Regions from separate parts of the Gossypium hirsutum genome. Here all the other regions are linked to region 1. Evidence: chromatin contacts called from public Hi-C data. All regions are on one chromosome and are shown on one strand. Each heading gives the region's core, a stretch centred on a gene start, on an enhancer-like site or on the middle of the called end of the contact. The rest is flanking DNA. Distances are from core to core; before and after follow the strand shown.

Evidence for each region. A called contact is a pair of places that touch in the nucleus more often than the background predicts.
Region 2: a Hi-C map of leaf shows a contact between it and region 1, with 2.0 times the contacts expected there. The contact joins the promoter of LOC107886698 here to the promoter of LOC107886705 in region 1. A contact is called at or near these places in 2 of 34 Hi-C or Micro-C datasets (both in leaf).
Region 3: a Hi-C map of seedling shows a contact between it and region 1, with 5 times the contacts expected there. The contact joins the promoter of LOC107886712 here to the promoter of LOC107886705 in region 1. A contact is called at or near these places in 2 of 34 Hi-C or Micro-C datasets (leaf and seedling).

Annotation. Positions count from the first base shown.
Region 1 is chrA03:103,949,898-103,954,616 of Gossypium_hirsutum_v2.1, reverse strand. It overlaps LOC107886705 (major pollen allergen Ole e 1), which reads left to right and starts at 2,548. Exons shown (of 2, transcript XM_016810755.2): 1 at 2,548-2,900; 2 at 3,012-3,442. The coding sequence starts at 2,732. The coding sequence ends at 3,361.
Region 2 is chrA03:104,224,996-104,229,714 of Gossypium_hirsutum_v2.1, reverse strand. It overlaps LOC107886698 (pyruvate dehydrogenase E1 component subunit beta-1, mitochondrial), which reads right to left and starts at 1,941. Exons shown (of 16, transcript XM_016810750.2): 1 at 1,674-1,941; 2 at 1,290-1,337; 3 at 1,093-1,167; 4 at 644-724; 5 at 513-539; 6 at 347-409; 7 at 90-176. The coding sequence starts at 1,313.
Region 3 is chrA03:103,682,907-103,687,625 of Gossypium_hirsutum_v2.1, reverse strand. LOC107886712 (protein DETOXIFICATION 12) reads left to right here and starts at 1,892. Exons shown (of 7, transcript XM_016810761.2): 1 at 1,892-2,301. The coding sequence starts at 2,032.

The sequences.
Region 1 (4,719 bases), core at 1,299-3,798:
AGATTTTTATATTTATGAATACAAATAAAAATAAAAAATTATATCATAATTAAATTAATTTTATATTTATGATTAATTATAATTTTATTGCTCTTAATTTTTATTTTATATACATAAATACAAAAATAAATAAAATTTTATATTCCATAAATAATTTAAGTTTTACAAAATTATTTTATTCATAAATGAAAAAAGTAAATAAAAGAAAGCAGAAAAAATTAATTTTATAAAATTAATATAATTATAATTAATTATAAATTTTCAAAGTTATTTAATTCTAACATAAATAATTATTTATTTCTATTTTTATCTATAATATATATATATAAGCATGAATTTGAAAAAAAATTAAATTGATGATAATACACTTTATTGTTAATTATATTTTTAAATTGACATTAAAATAATATCACTATTATTATGTGATAATAATAATAATAAAAGTAATATGAATTAAATATGAATTAATATGGTAGTTTAGTAATGTGAAAGTAATTAATTTCATCGTATCTTTTAAAAGTTGTACTAAAAAATTAAGATAATATATTATTAATTAAAAAAATTAAAAATATATATAATTATTAAATATAATTAGATAAATTAAAAATAATAAAAAATATAAGTTTTTTAATTAAACAAATATAAATTCTATATATATATATGATAATTAATCGTTTTAAAATTAATTTTTATAAATAATAAAAATTAAATATGTGAGATTAATATTATATATAAAGATAATATTAATATATTGGTTACCTAATCTATAATGTATAAGTTTATTTATTTATTAATAGTGTTTTCATTATCAATGTAATAGTTATTATCACTTAATTAAATTTTGGGCCCATATTAAATTGCACTTATTATTTTTGATTAATTATCAATCAATTAGTGTTACAATTATAAATTATAATAATATTTAGCTTATAAATATATGCATTAACAATGGCATTTTAATTTAAAATAACATCTGAATTATTGAAAGAAATTATATTTTAACATTATTTATTATATTTTGTTTTCATCAACAAAAATTGCATATTTTTTTATTATTTGAGGTGTTTAGTTATTATTATTATTTGATATTTGATAGTTTTACTATTATTTAATTTTAAGAATATTTTTGTCGACTGAGTCTTAGCTTGGTTAACATTGGTATTGTGGTCAGTGCAAGAGTATGTAGGTTTGCGTGTGTTGGAGTACATTTATCCTCCAATATATATAAGGGTTAGGGGGTTATGGGTAATAATGTTTACATAATTATGAATGTTGTTTATCATTGTGCCATGAAATATTATATCAAAGGCAATGAAGTATTAAAGTAATGGCTATCAATTGAGTATTAACTCGATTGACATAGATATTGTTGTCAATATAGGAGGACATGAGTTCGAGTACGCTAAAGTGCAATTATCTTTCCATTTAAGAGTTGGAGAGCGACTATAAATAATTCTAAATATTATATTAAAAAAACGTAATGGCTATCCATTGTTTTCCATTTTTTTTATTTTCTTTACTTTTAAAATGTTGTTTTATTCTTTCATTTATTTTTCAAAATTAATAGAGTTCTAGTATAAATTAAAACAATTCTCATTTAATTAATAAACACATATTTTTAAAAAATTATAAAATATATAATTTAATAACTTTAAAAAATAAATACCTAAAATCATGTGTAATACACATCAACTAATTTATAAAGGAGTAATCAACAAAAAGAATATAAAGATAAAAAAAAAAAAACAATGTGTGCCTACTAGATGGTAACGTGTGTCACTAATAGAGATGTAACATAAAAGTTAACGAATGGACCTGATTGGAACGGTATGATGGTTTGAGGACTTATTTAAAACATTTTCAAATTTAAATACCAATTTAAAATCAGACCCATAGTTCAGGGACGTTTGGTGCAATAAACTCAATTGGTGCGTGCTCCTAAGTTGTAACAAGTGTCTATCGAGTTCTAGCCAAGATATTGCGAAGCTTCATGATCCGGTTGCTCTTTTTATCTTGTTATTTACACAAAAAGTCCAAGAGTCTCCTCCAAATTAACAACATTCTTATAAGGGCCATAGATTTTAATGATTGAAAATAAGAGAATTTGAAGGTAGAAAAGTGAAATATTATCCCAGTCCGGCTTGTGGGGGTTGTTGAGGACAATTACTCGTGCTCGGACAAATCATATGCCCAAAAATGGGCAGAGACTGCTGCGTATGGGTTGAGCGACTGGTAATAAATTACTCACAACCACAAGTAGAAACAGAGGAAAGCAGGAACTGATACAGAAGTGAACATCAAAAAAGTCCAATGTTCTCATTACATTAATGTGTAGTTGATGACTTGGATTAGAGCTTTCTGTAATTATCGAGGAAAAGACAGAACCCCAAATCAATGTCCTGTCGATTGTCAAATCTGCTACAGAGTAGCAACCTCACTGTCTTTCCAAATTTTATCACATCCAGCCAAGAAGGCTCTTCACATGTCTTTGTTTTTAGTGATTAGATAATAATAATAATAATAAAAACATTTTCAGCTCCTTGCTTTACAGTTGGTCTGGTCCTAACACCAACCACTCACGGGCTGATAGTTACTTGGATACTGCCCATATTTTCTTAAGTCTTACGCTACAGTAAACTGAAATGCTTTCTACTTCAAACAGGTATAAGTGTTGAACTAGAGAAGCCCTAGTGGAAGCTTCTTTTCACTTCTCTCATGTTTGCTAGCTGCCATGGATCCAATCATTCGCCTTCTTCTTCTTCTAGCATCCTCTTTCATGCATCTATTTTCCGCAACAGCTCAACCCCCAAATCCAATCTCTCGGATCACAGTAGTGGGCGTTGTTTTCTGTGATTCCTGTTCAAGCAACACTTTGTCTAGGCACAGCTACTTCTTGCCAGGTAAAAGAGACTAGTATACAACCCCAAACACTGGTCTAATTCATCAAGGAACAGACACACACATACATATAATATATTTGTGATATTTAAAGTTGCCTTTGATTTTACTAGGTGCTGAAGTCAACATTGAATGCAAGTTTAAAGCACAATCACCAAAAACTACAGAGCAAATGAGCGTCTCAGTCAACAGAACTACAGATAAATATGGGGTGTACAAGCTAGAAATACCGCATGTTGACGGGGTTGACTGTGTGGAAGGTTTGGCCATTGAGTCATTATGCCAGGCAAGTTTAGTAGGGAGCAAATCCAAAGCATGCGATGTACCAGGTTTGAAGACATCCACAAATCAGATAACTGTCAAATCAAAACAAGATAATCTGTGCATCTACAGCTTGAATGCACTGAGTTACAGGCCTTCCAAGAGAAATGCCACCTTGTGTAGAAATCACAAACAGTGGTAAAAATATTATGGAAGTTATTTGTTAAAAGTTAGATCGTATTTTATTTTTATTTTTTAAAAATAAGTAAATTATATTTTTATATATTAAATTGAAGGATAAATTAATTTTTTGTTAATAATTTTATTTATTTTTAATATTAAAAATTAATTATTATAAGTCAAAGTACATTCAATTAATTATTCAGTCAATTATATTAATTTTTAATAATAATAATATATGAAAATTTTAATAAAAAATTAGTTCAGTTTTTGGTCTAATATACAAAAACATATTTACTTAATTTAAAAAAAAATTAACTCCTAGGTAATTTTACGCCTGAAGAGCTGTCCCCAACTTCTTTTAACTCCTTTCCTTTCCCAAAATTTGGATTCCCTTAGCCATTTCCCTCGTTACCTCCCCTTCCATCATTCCCACTCCCTCCCCTGCCACCTTTGCCATCATGGCCCTTTCCTCGCTTGCCCTATCCCATTCCACATCCCAATCCACCATCTTTGCCTTTCCCTTTCTCCCCTCACCCTCCCTTCCGTCCTAGCCCATCTCATTTTGTTCCACCCCCTCCACCTGCATTTAATCTAGGAGATCCTACTACTTGGCTACCAGCTCCTCCTTCCCCACCTGGCTTTAATCTGGGAGACCCAACAACCTGGATATCTTACGTTCCCCGCTCCCCTCCAAGCTTCCCCCAGACCCAAACACCCTAAGCATCATTTGGCCTCCTCTAAATTCAATTCAACACCTGAATAATTATGCTTGATTTTGATATCATGTACTGTTATTCTTGATTGAGAAGATTTCATAATTTACGGTATAGAAAGTAGAATGGACTAGCTTACATTTTTAGTAACATTATTATGTATATAGACATGCACTTATCGCCTCCTTTTGCAGCAAATCAGTTCACTAGTGCTATGAATTTGAAATTGTGGGAACGAAATCATTATACCTTCCAATTGCACAAATATATAAAAATTAAAATTTTAAAATATTTATTAAGTATTTTAATAATGGGAGTGTTTGCCAAATAATAATAATGAAAGATGTGTTTCATCACGTTACTAAAACTAATATTCAATTTAAATTCAAGTTCCAACTCCATGGGGAGAATTCTTTCCTCTTTCATTACAGTTTTTGAGTTCATAAGATTTAGAGGGCACAATTTGATTAATTGACTATGTTAATACGTCTATGTATGATGTATCATTGGAAATACGAATGGATGAATGTAGGAATTTAAGTTGGATTTTTTTTTTAAAGAAAATGATGTCAAGTGTTGAAGATAAATTCGTGTATGCAACAAACAAATAAGTAAAGTAAAATCGAAAAGATTGAATATGTAAATTTTACGTGGAAAAATTCTT
Region 2 (4,719 bases), core at 692-3,191, 280 kb before region 1:
TAGAAGCCATTTAAAATTTTATCAATATTGTAACACAATAAACTAATAAAAGCGTAAAGAAGCAGAGATTCAAAACATAACCCTCTAACCTGCATGGAGAAGTTAAATGTCATAAACTCAACTACGGGCTTCAGACCATAGTAAGCCGCACCAACCCCAATCCCAGCAAAACCAGCCTGTGAAACAAGAAATAAACAACCGTGAAGAGAAAACAGTGAAAAATATACTAAAAAAATCAGTAAACACAGATATAATAAGCATGTGAGATCAATGATTCGATAAAATAATAATGAAATTAAGAAAAACAATAATTAAGCATGAGCATGGGCATGTCAAGAATAATAACCTCAGTAATTGGAGTATCAAGAACCCTCTCAGGTCCATACTTCTCCAAAAGCCCCTTGGATATCTAAAAGAGATGGAAATAAAAGCCAATCCTCAGACAGATGTAAAATGGCTTGTATTGCCTTTACAATACATGGAAAAATAAGAATTTTATTCTTAACGCCAACCTTGTATGCACCCTGATATTCTCCAACCTGCATTTAAAAAGAAATTAAAAAGCATAAGCTTGGACATAAAAACAAAATGAACAGCCAAGATTATGATTATTAAAAATAGTTCCTGTTGAACACTTTCTCACCTCTTCACCCATTAAAAAGACTTTCGGATCAGCTGACATTTCCTCATCAAGAGCAGAGTTCAATGCCTCTCTCACTGTCATCTGTGCATAATTGTCATTACACACCAAAAAATGAAAAATCAATAATCCTTGAAACCTAAGCCTTGCCTTTAGCAGAGACTAATTAATCACAAAAGCCATTTATCATTAACAGAAAGAAAATGCAGACCATTTACATACACACAAAATTGCAAGCATAACCATATCTACGTGCATGCGCAAACTCACGAGATGCGGGTCTCAATTCTGATTTTATGAATTGAAGCAAGTAACCTCCAGAGCAGCTCATAAGATTAAACACAGCTACTCTATAGCGTACGAGTTAACACTTGCAGTATGCATATCTAATAGCATTAAATCAGCAATAATTTTAGAAATACAAAAAGGAAATAAGAGGTGAAAAGAATTACCTGTTTTGCTGCTGATGAGTAACTTCGTAACACCGATATTGCAGGACGAATCTTCAGCAATGACTGCCCTAACATCTGAATAAGCAAGAAAAGTCATGAATTAGAAAAATGAACATTTTTCTAGAAAGTAGACTGTCATATTTACTGAAAGTTTAAATAAAGGTATATGAGAGAGCAGGACAGTTCCCAGAACTCACTTTTTGCCTTACTATTCCCAACATCTTTCCTCCTTAACGTTCTTTTCTCTGATGAATAAAACAACGACATATTACATTAACTGCAAAGCTAATCCCGGTCTCATAAAACTAAAAGAAGCAGAAAAGTTTAATTTGAGCACTGATTTGCGTAAAAAAGCCTTTCCAACTCACTAGCTGAGGATTTTCTATTCTAAAAAATATAAATCAGAGACCTCATTGCTAATAAACGATTCATCAAAAAAAGAATAAACGATCGTATTTATACAAACCGAGAAACAAAATCCAGAAATCTAGATCAGAACAAAATAAAAAGAGGCAGGAAAGTGGGAAACAAACGGTAAAGGATGAAGAACAAATCAGATCAAGGACATAAGACGAACGTACCTGCTTTTTGGAATAACGTTGAAAATTTTCTTAGGAATGAATCGGCAGGGAGATGGCTGAAAATGAAAAGGGGGAGTTCAGCTCAGCTAGTACATCTACTACGTTAAAATAAATATGAAATTTTATTGTCTTCCACTTTTTCCCCCTTTTTTTATTCCTTTTTCTTCTTTTTTTTTTTATTCCTTTTTTTTAAATAAAAAAATTGAACATTTTGTAGCGGTCAAAGTGATTTTAAGGGTCAGGATTCAAGCATAGCTCAGCTGTGGGACAACAAACGGGCGGTTCATTGTTAATGGGAAGAAAAGACGTATTTAACGCTTTTATTTTTGTTTATATTGTTAGAGAAAAGTCAGGGATATTTGGGTCACTGCAGTACAAGGTGGAAGGTAGCGGGCATTTTTGGCAGAGAAGGGTTGGTGGGTCAAAAAAAGACACTTTTTTTTTTATGGTATTTGGTAAATTCTGTTATACTGATGATTGAATGAAATTCATCACTCTCTTACTAAATAATTTAATTTAATCTTTATATTATTAAATAATTTTTTATTTAAAAATTAATATTTATTATGAATATCTTATTAAGTTTATTAAGTAGATGTCCGTCATGATTAAGATAAAATTTTAATATACTTTAAATTTTAATTTTAATAGTTATTAGAATTATATTTTTACTTATTTTATATTTATTATGTTTATAAATAGAGATGCTAATGAAACATTGTAATTATTCCTATTGATCAATAAAATATCCTCTCTTTTGTTCTTCTATTTTCTTTGTTCTTTACTTTTTCACTATTTATTTTATAACAATATTTATTTAATAGAGATATGTTTTAAAGGTGTTTTATAATTTCATAAATGAAATTTTATTTAAATGGTAAATCTATTTAAATGGAATTTCAGATTTTATTTTTTTTACTTTTTTATTATTTAAAAATAAAGTCACGTTTGATATATATATTTGAAAGTTCTAGGCAGGTCAAATTAAATCAAATTATTTCATTATCACATCTAATATATATTTTATAGTTAGTTTTTTAGCAAACAAGGAAATTTTGAGTTCTGAGTCAGTTCTCAGCTTTTCAAGTATCACAAGTAATTGACTGACATGATCATATTTTATCCAAACATGCCATAAGAATTTTGTTTAGCAATCCTTTAATTGCTAGCAAATTTTCAATAATCATTTCAGTTATGGAATTTTTATTTACATTAATGGCTTATATAACATATGTATTAAACAAATTTTGTTGGTAGACCTACTAATTTTCAGTAAATGCCCAATATAAATTGCTCTAACCTTGCTTGAATTTAGGTTTATTTTTTATAATAATGTTATTACTTTTAATAAAATTTATATAATTAAAACTTAATTAGTTAAATATTAATATAACAATTAAAACCCTGCATTTTCATTATATTCTTATAAAATTTTAATTATATGAATTTTATAATATAAAAATTCTAATAAATTAGAATATTGAAAAATTGGTAAAAAAAATCAAAATAATGATTGAGTACTAAGTAATAGGAAAAGGCAAATAAAAAATAGTTACCAATTAAACAAAAAATAAGTAATCATGTACATGTATTGTTATGGAAAGTTTGTATTTCAACTTATTTTAATAGAAATTTATATTAATTGGTAATTGCTGTAAAATCTTGGATTAATGCATATTTATTTTACCATAATTAATGATATTAGAAAAGTTGACAATTTGACCACAATTGAATTAATAGATTAAATTAAAATATTACACCATTAGAATATAATACATTAATATTACAAAACATAAATTCAATAAAATCTCATAATTCATGGTGAAATTAATTGCAAAAAATATTCTCATTCCCATTTTTTTTCAACCCAGAACCCTATTAATACACTTGAACTAGACAATTTAAAGCCATAAACAAAGTTTTGAAAGAAAAATATTGAACTCACGTCTCTTCACAACCTTTAAATAAGAAAATAAATGTGATTCAACACACTTAAATTCATGTCCTCCTATATAAGTAATAATATCAATGCTAATCAAGTTAAAACTCAGTCAGTAATTTATTTTATTTTTTTAAATTTTATTTTATGCTTTAATATAGATATGATTTTCAATATGTTTGAAAAAAAAAAAAACAATCGACTACTTACGTGGGGAGATTGAAATGTGCATCTATGCATGGAGGTAGAAATGAGCAAAACTGCCATGAAGACTATCGTAATAAGTCTATTGATTTTACCAATAAATAGGTGGAACAAGCAAAATGTAAAGCTTAAGAGGGAATTTAATGGATTGATTTTTAGGAATTAAATTTTAAATTTTAAATTTTAAATTTTAAATTAAATTAATTAATATTTATATTTTGCTTTACTTTAGTATAACGTGTTGTTACATCTTGAATAAGAAATTAATTTTCAGTTTTATTTTTCAAATATTTTAACTTCTTATTAGTCTTTTGTTAAGTTGAAAAAAAGAGAGTAATGTTTTTGAAATAACTTCAAATATTAAATAATTTTATATTAATTTATCTTTCTGTATAAATATTTGAGTTTATTAAAAAAAGACTACTTATAAAGCTTACAAGACAATTCATAAAATAAATTAAAATAGGAATTCAATCATAATTGAATAGCATATTCTAAACCAAGTGCTAAATTCAACACTTTAATGTTATAAATTTAACAATTATTTTTCATTTGACACAAATTTTAAAACAAAAGGAAATATAAACTCGTATTAGTATTCTTTTTATAATTATGACAGTAATTAAAGTATTTTGTAATTCAAAAATTGTAAAACTGCATCCTTAATGAAAGGTAATTATCTATATTTGAATCAAATACACTGGAAATCATTGAATTTTGAATATTAAATTTTTTAATAAAAATTTTAAAATATTTTCTACTACTTAAATATATATTATGAAACCACTAATAAATAACACCATATGGTAAATTTTTACATACTTTGTCTATATTTAAAGACAGTTTAAGGGTGTGAAAAGCGTTAAAATTTTTTCAAAAAAATCAATTAAGTCCATTCTTTAT
Region 3 (4,719 bases), core at 643-3,142, 270 kb after region 1:
AGAAGTAAACATTTTACTTAATGAAATGTAACTACATTTCATGTCACTTAATTTAGCATCAATTTTCTTATAAATAATTAATATTTAATTTTAATCAAATTACATCATCCAATTTTTTTATTAACAAAATAAATCAAGTAATTTCATAAAATAATTAGCTAGAAAACATACGTGACATGAAATCTCAAATTTGATCACATAAGTCACAGTTTTTATAAAATTATATTGTTAATAATAGAAATTTGATGATATAGTTTAATGAAATTAAAAGTTTTTGACTTATATAAAAACTGATGTTAGGTTCAATGACCTATAATGTAATTTACCCAAGCAATTCAAAATTACCTATAAAATACATTCACAATCACTAAATTAAAAAAAAAAATCATCTAATCTCTTTTTAATTAAAAGGAAGATTGAATCATGGAGAAGAGGAAGAAGAAGAATTAAAAAATATCAGGAGTTTTTATAATTTTAAAGGTTTTATTTTTAATTTATTTTATTAAATAAATTTTTTTATTTATGATTAAATATCATGCTTAATTAATTGATTCCAACCAACTTTTAACCAAGCAAATGGTTACATCAAAAGACAATGAAATAAGATTAATTAGCACATTTGACAAAAAAAAAACCCCACTTAAGGAAATTATTCTTAATTCTATGTTTTTAAAATAAATAATTAAAATTACATTAGTTTATTATAATGGTTTTTTTTAAGACAATGTCTAAAATTATTTAGTCTCTTTTTAACTAATAAATAGGAAGATAATATTCTTATATCGGCAACAATGTCCATGTTAATCGAGTTAAAACCCAATCAATTATTAAATTATATATTTTAAATAAGTTAAATAGGGTCTTTTATTTCAAAAAAAATTAATTTTTTTTATTTTTAATTTCATAATTGATTGGTGTAATATTTTAAAACAAAAAAAAATACTCTATGTAATTAAAAAATTAATATTAAAATTCACTTGAATTTAAAATTTTAAAAATAAAAAATAAATTTTTAAAAATAAAAATATTCTGAGTTTAAAGCTAATATTTATAAAATTTGAAGATATTACTACACCAAAACCCAAAATCTGTAATAACTAAAACCCAAATTTAGAGTAGAATCTAATTTCTATTCCAATTTTCAAATCAATCCCATACTGCGCATATCTGCAAGTGAGTCCTCCAAACTATTAAAGTAACGAATCATCATCCCTATCCCGCCACCTTTACCCTCCATTCTAAAATGAAATTTCTCTAATCTAATTTTTGAAGCTTCAGTCTCTGATCCATGTTGATTCAACTCCGCTTCCCATTTGACTCCTCCTAAGAACTGAAATTCATTGTGTTGCTTTATTATTATTTCTCCCCCAAATCTTTTCTATTTGTTTTTCACTTTTTAGGGCAATTATATTTTCAATCATTATCTATATCAATTAAAAATAAAAAAGTTCAGCTTTTTGGGCTTTAAAGAACAGCGGTGAGTTAATATTAACTGAGTTCTATTCTGATAAAACACTTTTTTTTAAAATAAAAACCAATGAGTTAATAAGGTTAGTCTAAAAAAATATTTCAAAATTCATATTCGGATGAAAAAGAAGAAAGTTTAAACACATTCATAAACAAATCTATTTATTACCTGCATTTTTGGATCAGTTTATTGTAATTAAATTCTGAATTTTTTTAAATTAAGTTGATATCAAGTAAACACTAAAGAGAATGTAGATAATATAAAGAAAATTCATAAACCCCGCAGGGATTATTACTAATTTAGTCTAAAGCAAGTTAAGGCAGTAGCAGAAGTCAGGGTCGTAGTTTGCAGTCAGTCTACGTGCAGTGTTCCAATTTGTTGTTTGTTTGTTTGCAGTAACAAATGCATGTCATACTCACGTGAGGGGATGCGTCCTCTCAAGTTTTGCTTTCGTTGGCATATATAACTTTTCCTACCAAAAGCCAACCTCTTTCATCTTTCCCTTGTCTCCCGCATTTTCGTAAGTGAGCGACGCTGTTCAAGCTTAAAGAGAGAAGGGCATCATGGTAGACTCGCTGAAGAACAGCATGGAAGAGAATTTGATTCCCAAGTTGGAGAACGAGGAGAAAAGTAATCGGCGGCTAAGTTGGGCTGCTTTCGTTGAAGAAATAAAAAGGGTGGGTTACCTTGCAGGGCCTATGGTAGCCGTGACTTTATCACAGTACCTATTGCAAGTTATATCAACGATGATGGTGGGTCATCTGGGTGAGCTTGCTCTCTCTAGCTCTGCCATTGCCATATCTCTCGCCGGAGTCACCGGTTTTAGTCTTCTTGTAAGTCAATTTGCACTTTTCTTTCTACTTTAAATAAAGTTAATATTGACTGTATATTAACATGGTGTTGTGCATTGTCGTATTGATAGTGACGTTTTAAATAATCTTATTGTCAAATTTTACGTCTCTTTGTTTGTATCTTCTCTTATTCTAATTGGTTCTGAACATCCACCGAATTTCTTCACACTTTTCAATCTTCCTACTGTTTTGGGTGGCTATTCAACACCAAAATTAGATATTTCCTCGTTTAAGATGGTTGTATCCAATTCAAAGTAGGATACTGTCAACCTAACCATGGTTCATATAGAGTTTGGTCATCTGGAAATTGACGTCAATCTAACCAATGATTTTAGTCAAGTGGAAATTTTTGTCATATCATTTGCATTTAGATTGTCTCTTTGTGGTTGGATCTGTTGACTCCCAATCACATGCTTTCAGTCTATATTTTTATATTTATAAGCCTTTATTTAATGGTTCTGGACCTTTCGGGATTACTGTTAAATATGACTCCTATTTTCAGTTAAATTTGAAAAATAGTCTTTCAATTAAACTCTGTTTATTTGTTTCAATCAAACACTGATTAGTTTAGATTATTTTATTATTATTTGATCTATGAATTTAGCCTATAAATAGGCTTTTTTACAACCTTAGAAAATACACCCATTAGAGATTAGAACTCATAACACATTTAGAGAATTTTGTGTTTACATTTTGTGGGTTCTTTGTTTTTGGGTTTTAGTTTTTATTTTCATCTTTTGTACTCTTCGTTCTTTTGCCATTATAGTAAAATTATCTTTGCCCGTGATTTTTTATCCTCTTTGGAAGGGTTTTTCCACGTTAAATTTGTGTGTTCAATTTCTCAATTTATTCTGTTATTTTCTTGTTCGTTACTTAATCGGGTTAAAATCATAACAAGTGGTATCAGAGCTAGTTCAATTTTCATAGATCAGCCCGTTTAGAGATGGCAACAACAAGGTTTGAAATTGAGAAGTTCGATGGTGAGACAAATTTCAATCTGTGGCAAGTTCGGATGATGGCAATTCTAGTTCAATCAGGCTTGAAAAAGGTTGTTATCGGGAAAAAGCCTGAGAATCTAAATAAAACAGAATGGGAAGAGCTTGATGAAAAGGCTTTATCTGCAATCCAGTTGTGCCTCACGAATACGGTATTGTAAAAGGTATTGATGGAGAAGACCTCATCTGCCTTGTGGAAAAGGTTAGAAACTCTTTATGCGACTAAGTCTCTGGCTAACCGTTTAGTGTTGAAACAACGTCTATTTAGGTTTCGCATGAACAAAGGTGAGCTTCTTAGAGATCACATCAGTCAATTCATTACTCTTTTAAATGATTTAAAGAATATTGAGGTTCATATTGACGATGAAGATCAGGCTATGCTATTATTGTGCTCTTTACCCCCTTCATACAAGTCTTTTCAGGAAGACCCTGATTTATGGCAGAGACAAACTCTCGTTCGAAGATGTGAATGGTCATTTGTTGAGTAGAGACAAACTCGACAATGAGCTTCATTTGGATAGCAAGACAGATAGGCAAGCTTCCGTTTTGGTAGCATCAAAGAAACGAGATAAAAGGTGTCGCTTTTGTAAAAAGTTAGGTCATGTCAAAGCAGATTGTTATAAACTGCGAAATAAAAAAGCTGCTGAAAGTAACGAGGAAGATGTAGCTGGTGCTAATTTGGCCGATGAAAATGGGGATGATTTATTGTTAGTGTCAACAAGTGATAACACCAAGCTCACGTCCGAGTGGATCTTAAATTCAGGATGTTCTTTCCACATGTGTCCCAATAGAGAATGGTTCTCCACATACAGTTCGATTGAAGGTGGAGTTGTGCGCATGGGAAACGATTCATCTAGTAAGGTAATTGGTATTGGTACTGTTAAAATTAAGATGCACGATAGGACGATTAGGACACTCTCATATGTCAGGTATGTACCTGATTTACGAAAGAATCTCATCTCCTTAAGTATTTTAAACTTGAAAGGATGCAAAATCAACATCGAGTCGAGCAGTATTAAAGTATCTCGTGGAGTTCTCGTTTTGTTAAAAGGTAAAAGAACCGGCAGTCTTTATATTCTGGAAGGTTACACAGTGACCGGTGAAATCGGACGTCCCTCGTCCGTTACGGAGTTGAAGTCAACTTGTTTGGAGCGGAGGCAACTTGGTCATAGGAGGTAAAAAGGTATGACTGTTTCGTTGAAGAGAGGTTCTCTTTTGGATGCAGGTTTTGAAAAGTTAGGGTACTGTGTTTGTGAAAATCAGACCCGGGTTAGTTTTGATTTGGCAGTGTACAAGTCGAAGGCTAGAAGTCTTCCAGTTTCTAAGCACAAATTCGACTCAGTTAATTCCCTACATAGTCCAAGATAGGCTCGTGGCGGGCTTTGGCAAAGATGGCGTTGTGGAA